Regions from separate parts of the Mus musculus genome. Here regions 1 and 3 are each linked to region 2. The links are chromatin contacts, called in public HiChIP or PLAC-seq maps. All regions are on one chromosome and are shown on one strand. The core of a region is the stretch at or near the end of the contact, and the rest is flanking DNA. Distances in the headings are between cores, read along the strand shown. Region 1 has its middle 23 kb from the start of Gm38509. Region 2 has its middle 130 kb from the start of Gm35255. Region 3 has its middle 14 kb from the start of Gm38509.

Region 1 (3,000 bases), core at 125-2,624, 290 kb after region 2:
CAAGTTTTCAATTAAATCTTTGAACAGCAAACCCCAGTCAGGCCACGGTGCTGATGACAGTGGGCATCTTCTGTGACAACTCCTTGGTTCCAAACGCCTGGGGGCTGACGTCTAAAGGCACAGCCATCTCCATCCCCAACCTCTCAGTCTGGACTGCTTCTTCCTCCGAAAAGCTAAGCACACAGCAAGCCTGACTCACCTTGGAGGTAACACTGGAATCTGCCTTTAGATCCAGACTAGAGGAGGGGCGCTCTGGAAGGATTTATTGGTCTAAGAACCAGAAACGGGGATGGAAAGGCTAGAAAGCGTCTGCACACAACCAAATAAGGAAACCCACCCAGATTTCATGTAAAGAAGAGCTGGACAGGACTCTGCTGTGTGGGAGTGGGACGCAAGGAGGAAGGGGGAGGAGTGTGGTGGATTTTACTCTGCGGAGAACCCCTCAGCACCGAAACCACCCCAATCCCATTTGCTTTGGTAACCACAATGCTCAGCACGCAGAAGAAAGGCTGAAAATGTTCAGTAAATTCAATTGAAATGAGAAGAAATTGGTGGCCTGAGTAGCTGAGGGTGTCTAAATATAATTAATTTGTGTGACTCTCAAAAATCATCTGAGGGTTGCTTCCAGATTTGGTTATAATTTTCATCTAGCAACAGTTTCTAAGACCAGATACAAATTTCACTGAATTCCTACCATGCACCAGCAGGCACAAAATCTTAAGATCTTAACCATGTTATCCTGCACCACCAAGGGTCAGGGAGAGACCAGGACAGAGGCTCACGGTGCCCAGCAAGCCTTGCCGTGTGCACTCTGGGACAAGAATGGCTCTGTCCTAGATCTGAATGGCAATGCAATCCATCCAATGTCCAGCTAGGGTTAAGCTACATTTCAGGCTGCAAGATGCTCTCTGGGAATAGCACGCACCCTGATGCATAGAGAACTACATTTAGTTGACTCTCAAGAAACATCAGCTATGTTAAATAAACTGAACTGCGCAGGCTGAGCTTTGTATGTCTTTAAAAACATCTCTGTGCGACGTTTCCCGGTGAGGCTGGCTGGTTGGTTTACCCTTCATGGTGGGGCTTAAACTTAGAATCCTGCATCTGCGGAGCAAATTCTCCCACTGAGCCCCAATCCGTGCTTGCTGTTTAAGTTACGAACAGCGCTCAAGTTCCATCTTGCTCTATCTCCAAGCTTTTTGGTTCAGGTGTGGTCTCCGCCAGGCAGATTAACAGCAGCACACTTTCCTTGACCTGTTCCACCTCTCTATAAACCGGTGCATGTGAAAACGACACAGAGACCAGAAACCTGATACTAAGTCCAATTCCGAGCACTTCAGCTGCTTCAGGGTCTCCAGGCTGCTTCCTATTGGTGGAGGCAAAGGGAAGGGCGTGGCGCCGGGGGATCCAGAGACAGGGCCAACAAACATCTGGGCTGCCTGCTCTCCCACGCCAAAGGATCAGGAAGTTTTAGTTGCAGAGACAATGTGGAATGCTACAGACAAAAATAATTACTTGAATCAGTACAAGTCACAGTGTCTGTGTTGGTTTAAGATGCTCTGTCGGTCACTGCACAGTCAGGGCTGTACAGTACGGCTCCCTTTGTATTTACTTCCCAAGTGAACAAATAAGTATGAGATGAGCAAATAGAGTATACAAACCCGGCGGGCGGATTTGAGGAGGTGAAGCCCTGTGAGAGTTGTAGGAAGCTAGGCTTGAGAAAGAAAAGGTGAGATGAAGGGGAAAGGAGGGGAAGGGAGGAGAGGCTGGCACGGTTGGCTTGGTCTAGCATGAGCAAGGCTCTGGTCTTAACCCCCAGTGCAAAGAGAGAGCGGGAGGCAGGAGAGAGAGAGAGAGAGAGAGAGAGAGAGAGAGAGAGAGAGAGAGAGAGAGAGAGAGAGAGAATATGCTGGTTGGAGTCTGAAGACAGCTAATTAACGTCTTCGCGATGTCCGAGGAGAGATGCAGTCTGACATTGTTTACATTTAATTTTCTATATTTCTAAATGCTGCTTGGTGAAGATATGCTTCTTTTATACTGAGGAAAAGGTTAATTTGTGTTCTACACTATGTGAAAAGAGAGCATTGAGGAAAGTCCATGGTACACCCCACTACGGTGGTAATGCTATCTTAAAGAAACCCTTTTTTTAAAGGAGGAAACATTCTAAACATGCAAATATGGTTTAAAATGTTTATTTTTAAGTATAGTGGGCCTGGGGCTGCAGTTGGAGATCAGGGAGCTAGGCTGGGGACGCAGAGGTGGATAATTTGTCTATTATATGAGGCCTTTGTGTGCATCACCAAAAAAAAAAAGATCAAGCACCCAGGGCCTATGTGTTGGCTCACAACTGTAACTCCAGCACCTGAGGCTGAGGCAAGAGGACAGATATATGAATGGTCCTAAAAACTATACCTGTGAAAAGAGCCTGGAGCCAAGAGTCAGACAGAGTGCCCACCTAGAACTGGTGATATCTTAGGTACATCTCCTGGTACCCCAGCCACCCATCAGTGGGATGACGAAAGCTGTCCGGCTTTTCTTGGGTGGTCATCAGCTGTATAAGGACACAGGAACGAGCTTTGAAAGCTTAGAGCTAACATGTGCATAGATGAAGGGGTTTGTCATCACAGCCTGGACCTGTGCATATTCATATCTATTTAAGGTCTAGTCTTACTTTCAAAACATTGTCTATCTGATAGCACTGTCCCACCCCACCCCCAAAAAACCAAGACCTCTACTGACACAAACATTAAGCTTCTGAAAACTAATGCAAGACAGAAGAAAAAGTCCTAGATATGTTGTCATGATTTTTTTTTTCAAATAAAGCACTATTCACTAGTTTTCTGTGTGATCTCCAGAGTATACGCATGTCTAGCCAGCTCTACGCAGTCAGACAGACAGTGAACATCCTCTGCGCTGCAGCCCGCCCACCACTGCTCTAGGATCTGGCAGAGCCACTTGCCGCCCTCCACGAGCTCATCCCCTGTCACATCCTCATGAATG
Region 2 (2,877 bases), core at 174-2,673:
GCTTCTAGACTCCTATCCATACAACAGGAGCAGAGCACAAGCTCGAGAAACTGCTACCTCACTCTTGACGTCTGTAGAAGACATGAGAAAAGTTAGGCCAAAGGAGGACGAAGATGGGCTCACTGCTCTCATTAATGAATGGCTGGCCGGCCATGAGAAACAAGATTATTGATTTAGTGTTAGTTATGGCCATGGCAACAAAGTGAGTATTACAGAAGATAAAATAATAGGGAGACATAAAATAGCTTTGATCCATGACCGTGGGACCTAAAGAGGGCTTCACTTACTAGAACTGGCCAGCATGACTTGTGTTGTTCTTATGTTGATCTGAATGGAGTATATGGCTCCCTCGGAGTTATGTTCTCAGTTGTACCTAGCACCTGAGCATTTGTCACTCTTCTAGATCACACAAAGCAACAGCTGTGCAGTAAAACAAGGGACTGTGAAGTAGAAGAACTCAGAGATGTGTCTCCATCCTTGTCATGGTGCCTTTAGTTTCAGTTTCCTTGATGTAAAACCAGGGAGGCAGTCACACAGAGATCAAGTAGCCTTTCCTGCTAGTTCTTGCTATGTGGTTCTGTGGTCTCCAGGAAGAGATTAGTGAGAAAAGGCCCAACCCACCCACGAGTACACTTACATGTCATGAAGATAAAAGAAGGTTCCAATGCATCTATATGTGTGCACATGAGCTTGGTATGTGGTGTGCATGGTACATATATTGTCTGTGTGTGTGTGTGTGTGTGTGCATATGTAAGATATGTATGGTGTTTGTGGTACCTATATTGTCTCTTTGCATGTGTGTTTGTGGGTCCATGTGTATGTAAACATGTAAAGTGTGCATGTTGTGTATGGTACATATAGAGTGTGTGTGTGTGTGTGTGTGTGTGTGTGTGTGTGTGTGTGTGTATGTGTGTGTGTATGTGTGGACATGTAAGATGTGTGTAGTATATATGGCATTTGCTCAATATGTGGGTGCGTATGTGTGTATAATAACATAGACACCTGGCCTTCCCACCTTGATACTGCTGAATGGTCTATGTGGTCAACAATTTAAAAACAAAGGCACGGGAAAGGTGGGGTAAAGAAACCATTATCCAATGTGCTCCTAGAAGAAACTAGAAACCCCTTCATTTACTGTTCTTTGTACATGTAAAGGTTTTAAAAGTCAAAATGGGTTCTTTTTGGACATTTTTAGCAGACCCTGCTGCTCCTGTTGCACACACCACGCTTTAAATTCTCAGCACAGATGAGCACAGCCCAGCGGAAGTTCTAATCCTCAGAAAGGAGACAAATAACAGGGGAACTCCAACGGCCCCTTAATACAGCTGAGCCCTCGGGCCTCCCCAGGACGCAGGATTCTGAGGAGTGTCCAGAGCTGGAGTTGCTATTTTGTTTGTCCCCATGAGCCCCACCTCAGCATGCCTATGCACTGATGTAAGAATTCTAAATGAGCTGCTCAGAAGGGCCCAGATTAGCCGGGTTGCTAGGCTCTGGCCATTCCAACCCCCTTTTCCACTTCAGTGGACTGAGCTTTTGACACTGTGAAAAGCAGCATTTAAAATTAATTAAAGCTTCTTATTTGGTACCAAATCTCATCACTGCTGACTACATTTGATATGTTGTATGTGTGGCGTTAAGTCCCTGTCACGTCATGTGTTGTATGATCCTTCCGTGGAGCAGCTGTGAGTTAAAAACACAGAAGCAAGGCAAATTTAGCTCTTTTCTACCATCCCTGGTATGAGAGTTAAACTGCAGAGCTGGCCTGTCTCCTGGATCATGCAAATTTTGTGAAATGGCAAAACAGTGTCCTCTGGAGTGGAAGGTGCAGGGAGCTTGTGTTCTAGGTCTGCTGTGAGGGGGCTTGTGCTCAGAGCAGGAGCAACAGAGAACTGCCTTTTCAAACTCCGATTCCCTTGTGTGTAGAGGAAGGGGCCCAACCCAGCCCCAGATTCACTTCCAGCCCAAATGGTTCATAAAGATGTCTTAGAACTACTGGCCTGGGGGCGAACCGATTCAGGGTTCTCTTGCTCCATAGTGCTGAGCAACTGTGTGACTTCAGTTCCCCATCTGTAAAACGGATCAAGTATGGCACCTCTTCATCTACCTGGGTTATTTTGCAGACAGAGAGCACTGAGAAGTTCACTGTGCAGTTGGCCGCTGTGACTTGTGCTGCTCTGGGCATGGTGGCCAGGGGCTGTTATCATGGAGCTGGGATTCTAGGTCATCAGCGGGTCCTCTACTCCTCAGCATCTGCTGGCCTCTACTCTTACAATTAAACACATTGGTCACTTAAATGAGCCAAGATTACTTTCCATTCTATTAGCTCTAAGTGAGTTATTAACTTTCTCTAAAAGTCAGACCAACGTGTCCATCTCTCCCCACCGTTTTCTCAATAAATGTCCCATGTCCTCTACCCTTCCCTGCAGTAGTTCATGGTTATTGGGACAGGGAGAGATATTTATTTAATAGTGTAGCCATGGTAAGATGCTCATGTTTCTATAACTAGCTCTTCACCATGCTCCTAATGAAACTCATTGGTACACACACACACACATTCATATGCATACACACATATGTGCACATGTACACTGTGAATGTAGAAAGGGGCTGGGAAGAGGAAGGGGATTAGCAGGATTGGGAAGGAACAAGAAAGTGTAACCAGGTGACTATGATCAAAATACACTATATATGTGTAGAAAAATATTACAATGGAAAACGTTATTATGAATTATTAATGTATGCTAAAAACTTGCCTATGTCAGTTAAATTAAACAATAGTTGTAATGATAGAAAAGTCACTTTGAGGTTCAAGCAAAGACGTGCGGGCAAGGAAAAGGAGACAAAACTACTCAATTTGTGATAAAGAGGTTATGAGTT
Region 3 (3,209 bases), core at 646-3,145, 330 kb after region 2:
ACATTCGCAGTACTCCTCACACGCTGTCAGTCTCTCTTACCACTTTACCCTCCCAACCCTGTTCAGTACTGTGTCCAGTAAATATGTATCTGTTGAACGAATTAATGAATGAATGAACGAATGAGTGAGTGAGTGAAAACAATCTTGGATATGGTAGTGCTTGCTTGTCATCCCAGTACTCAAGAAGATGGAGCAAGAGGATTACCGTGAGTTCGAGGTAGGCTGGGCTTCAATAGTGAGCTCAAGGCCAGTAAAGCCCTTAATACAGTGGATGGGACGGGTCATGGTGACACACACCTTTAATTCCAGCACTGGATATTAAATAATTGAGGCCATGCTAGTCTACAGATTGAGTTCCAGGACAGGCCGGGATGCACAGAGAAACCCTGTCTTGAAAACACCCCCAAAAAATCAATCCAGTAGATGGAATAAAGTATTTTGTGAATGATCTCAAACTCCTGATTGTCAAGGTTCCCCTGGCATGAATGGTCTTTATTGTTAATAATAGTTCTTCTCGTGATCAAATATATACCTAAATGATCTTAGTTCAATGTATCATTCCTTGGCCAGATGCTATGGCTCAAACCTGTAATCCCGACTCTGGAAGCTGATTGTTTTGAGTTTGGGGCCAGCCTGGTGAGTTCCAGGACAGCCTGAGCTACAGAGAGAGAAGTGTTTGAAAACAAAACAAAACAAAATGTATCAACAACCTTAATTAACATCTTCATTTCATGGTTGGCAAAATAGCCTAGTGGGTAGTAAGTATGCTTGCCTAGGAGACAGATGATAAGAATTCTATCACCACGAACAAGGTGGTGACAAGGACCCCAGCAAGTTGTCCTCAGATCTCAAGTGTCATGGTTCACACATGTCCATCCACCCACACACATACACCACAAGTCATTTTAAAGGATTAAAAACTTGAATACAGCCGGGCGTGGTGGCACACACTTTTAATCCCAGCACTTGGGAGGCAGAGGCAGGAGGATTTCTGAGTTCCAGGCCAGCCTGGTCTACAGAGTGAGTTCCAGGACAGCCAGGGCTACACAGAGAAACCCTGTTTTGAAAAACTTTTAAAAAAAAAATCCTTGAATACATATGTGTATGCATTTTAAAGTCTTTATAAAATGTCTAAGAGATGGACATGGTGGTGCACATTTTGAATCCCAGCACTTAGGAGGCAGAAGCAGACAGATTTTTGTGAGTTTGGAGCCAGCTGGGTTTACTGGTTTACAAAGTGAGTTCTAGAACAGACTGTTACAGAGACACAAAACTTCCCTCCACTAAAAAAAAAAAAAAAAAAAAAAAAAACCACCTTTAGCCAGGTGGTCATGGCACAGGCCTTTGATCCCAGCACTTGGAGGGCAGAGGCAGACGGATCTCTATGAGTTCCCGGCCAACCTGGTCTATAGAACAAGTTCTAGGACAGCTAAGAAACCCTGTCTCAAAATAAACAAAAAAGAAAAAACAAAAATCTAAATCTGCCGGTATTAAAGTCTCCTTCACAAGACCTCCAACCTTCTGGGTGGTGAAACCTTGGCAAGGGGTGGGTAGTTAGCATAATGGGGCTAAATAAATAACAATGACAGTACTTGCCCTTAGCAGAGTCCTGGGACTATGCTAAACAACTTCCTGGGTAACAGCCGGGAGGGAGGTGTCATTTGAGTCCCTTCTTCTGGGAAAATAACTTACTCAAGGTCAGACGTGCGGGGCTTGGACTCCCTCCCGGCTCGGTTGCCAGTCATCCTGGCTCGGACTCAGTCTTACGCCTCTTCCTGACTGCACCTCCGAACCCAGGTTTTCGTTGGTGGAGACAGGCCTGGAGACAACCCTTTGCAGCGACTTCTCCTGAGCTCACAAGGCAAACTTAAAATGGAGAAACTCTTAGTCATTTTGTTTTGTGAGAAGCGGAGACTCTGAGCTGGCCCTGAGCAGGAACTTCCCCAGGCACCAGGTGACTTTATAGCTGGACACAAGGAAATTATCTCACTGCCTTTGGCAAGCTGATGATTTATAGAGGAAGACAAAAACATGTACGTTGGGTGGGTATGGGGGACTTTTGGTATAGCATTGGAAATGTAAATGAGCTAAATACCTAATAAAAAATGAAAAAAAAATGTACGTTTAAACTCAAAATCATGATGTCATGATGATGAAGTGCTGGGGGAGCAGAGACAGGGCCATTGCCAGGGTAGCCTGTGCTACAGAATAAGACCCGGTCTCAAAAGAGAGCGCCGAGGGTGGGGGAACTTCCCTACGCCATCATCCCCCCCACACCCCTCCCCCAAAGAGGGGGAAAAGGCAAAAAAGCAGTAAATAAGAGATAGTCTAGTGGTACCGCCTGTCATCCCAGCTACTCAGGAAGCTAAGGCAGTTACCTGATGAGTGTAAGGCCTGCCTGGGCTACATGGGTTCAAAGCTAACCCTGGGCAACTTACTGAAACTCTTTCAAAAGATAAAAAAGAGAACTGGCCATATAGACGGAGGGGCACTTGCCTAGCAAGTGAGGGGTCCCAGGGTCAGTACCCTGAAACATATACGTATACATACATACATACATACATACATACATGTAATATACATACTTACATACATACCACCAAAAAAAAGGCAGAATCTGACAAATGAAGGTCACCCCTCAGAAACAAACAGATAAGCAACCACAGAGAGGAGCCTGCCTGAGTGCCCACCCCCCACGCCAGTGTAGCCCCAGGCCACAGCCCTCTCCCTGCGTGGGGGAGTACTAATTGGAGGTAATCAAGACTTTTATTGCTTCTCCGATGGAAATCTGCATCCTCTTTCACATTGATTTTTTTTTTCCGGGGAACTAGAAAACTCTAGTTAAAAGTATTCGCTTTGGACTGGGGTCTTAGAATGGCTCTGTTCTCCCCAGGAGGTCCAGGGTCCAGCCCCTGAACCGTTTGCACCCAGCCTTCCTGCCTGGCTGACACCTCACCTGCGGGCAGGCAGGAAAGCTCTTTGTTTGTTTGTTTTGACACAATGTGTTCCAGGCCTGCCTCAAACTCAAAGTGGTTGGGGGGTGGGGGGGTGGATAAGAGGGTCATTTCAAGGTCACCTTTGACTACATTACAAGTTTGTGGAGCACTTGCATTCAAAAGAGGGGGGAAATGTAGATAATAATAAGAATAACTAATTCCTCCTACCTTCACCCTCTAAAGGTAACAGTTATCTTTGTGGTTCTGAGCCTC

Evidence for each region. HiChIP or PLAC-seq counts read pairs in DNA pulled down with a chosen protein or histone mark.
Region 1: an H3K27ac HiChIP or PLAC-seq map of differentiating embryonic stem cells shows a contact between it and region 2, with 4 times the contacts expected there. The contact joins two enhancer-like sites. A contact is called at or near these places in 8 of 484 Hi-C or Micro-C datasets (cranial neural crest, embryonic fibroblasts, embryonic stem cells and 2 more), 7 of 115 datasets of contacts at active chromatin or transcription factors (astrocytes, differentiating embryonic stem cells, embryonic stem cells and 3 more) and 1 of 9 other capture datasets (embryonic tail).
Region 3: an H3K27ac HiChIP or PLAC-seq map of differentiating embryonic stem cells shows a contact between it and region 2, with 6 times the contacts expected there. The contact joins two enhancer-like sites. A contact is called at or near these places in 1 of 484 Hi-C or Micro-C datasets (embryonic stem cells), 10 of 115 datasets of contacts at active chromatin or transcription factors (astrocytes, differentiating embryonic stem cells, embryonic basal ganglia and 3 more) and 1 of 9 other capture datasets (embryonic tail).

Annotation. Positions count from the first base shown.
Region 1 is chr3:34,794,070-34,797,069 of GRCm38.p6, reverse strand. No RefSeq gene overlaps it. Among named protein-coding and RNA genes, the nearest start is that of Gm38509, 23 kb to the right of the region's middle. Within about 2 kb of position 1,374, at least 24 of the 459 cell types and tissues checked have an H3K27ac peak or open chromatin away from gene starts, as enhancers often do. A contact at or near this core is called in differentiating embryonic stem cells, where this site is marked.
Region 2 is chr3:35,083,232-35,086,108 of GRCm38.p6, reverse strand. No RefSeq gene overlaps it. Among named protein-coding and RNA genes, the nearest start is that of Gm35255, 130 kb to the right of the region's middle. Within about 2 kb of position 1,423, at least 61 of the 459 cell types and tissues checked have an H3K27ac peak or open chromatin away from gene starts, as enhancers often do. A contact at or near this core is called in differentiating embryonic stem cells, where this site is marked.
Region 3 is chr3:34,756,452-34,759,660 of GRCm38.p6, reverse strand. No RefSeq gene overlaps it. Among named protein-coding and RNA genes, the nearest start is that of Gm38509, 14 kb to the left of the region's middle. RefSeq lists enhancers at 476-2,012, 1-3,209. Within about 2 kb of position 1,895, at least 24 of the 459 cell types and tissues checked have an H3K27ac peak or open chromatin away from gene starts, as enhancers often do. A contact at or near this core is called in differentiating embryonic stem cells, where this site is marked.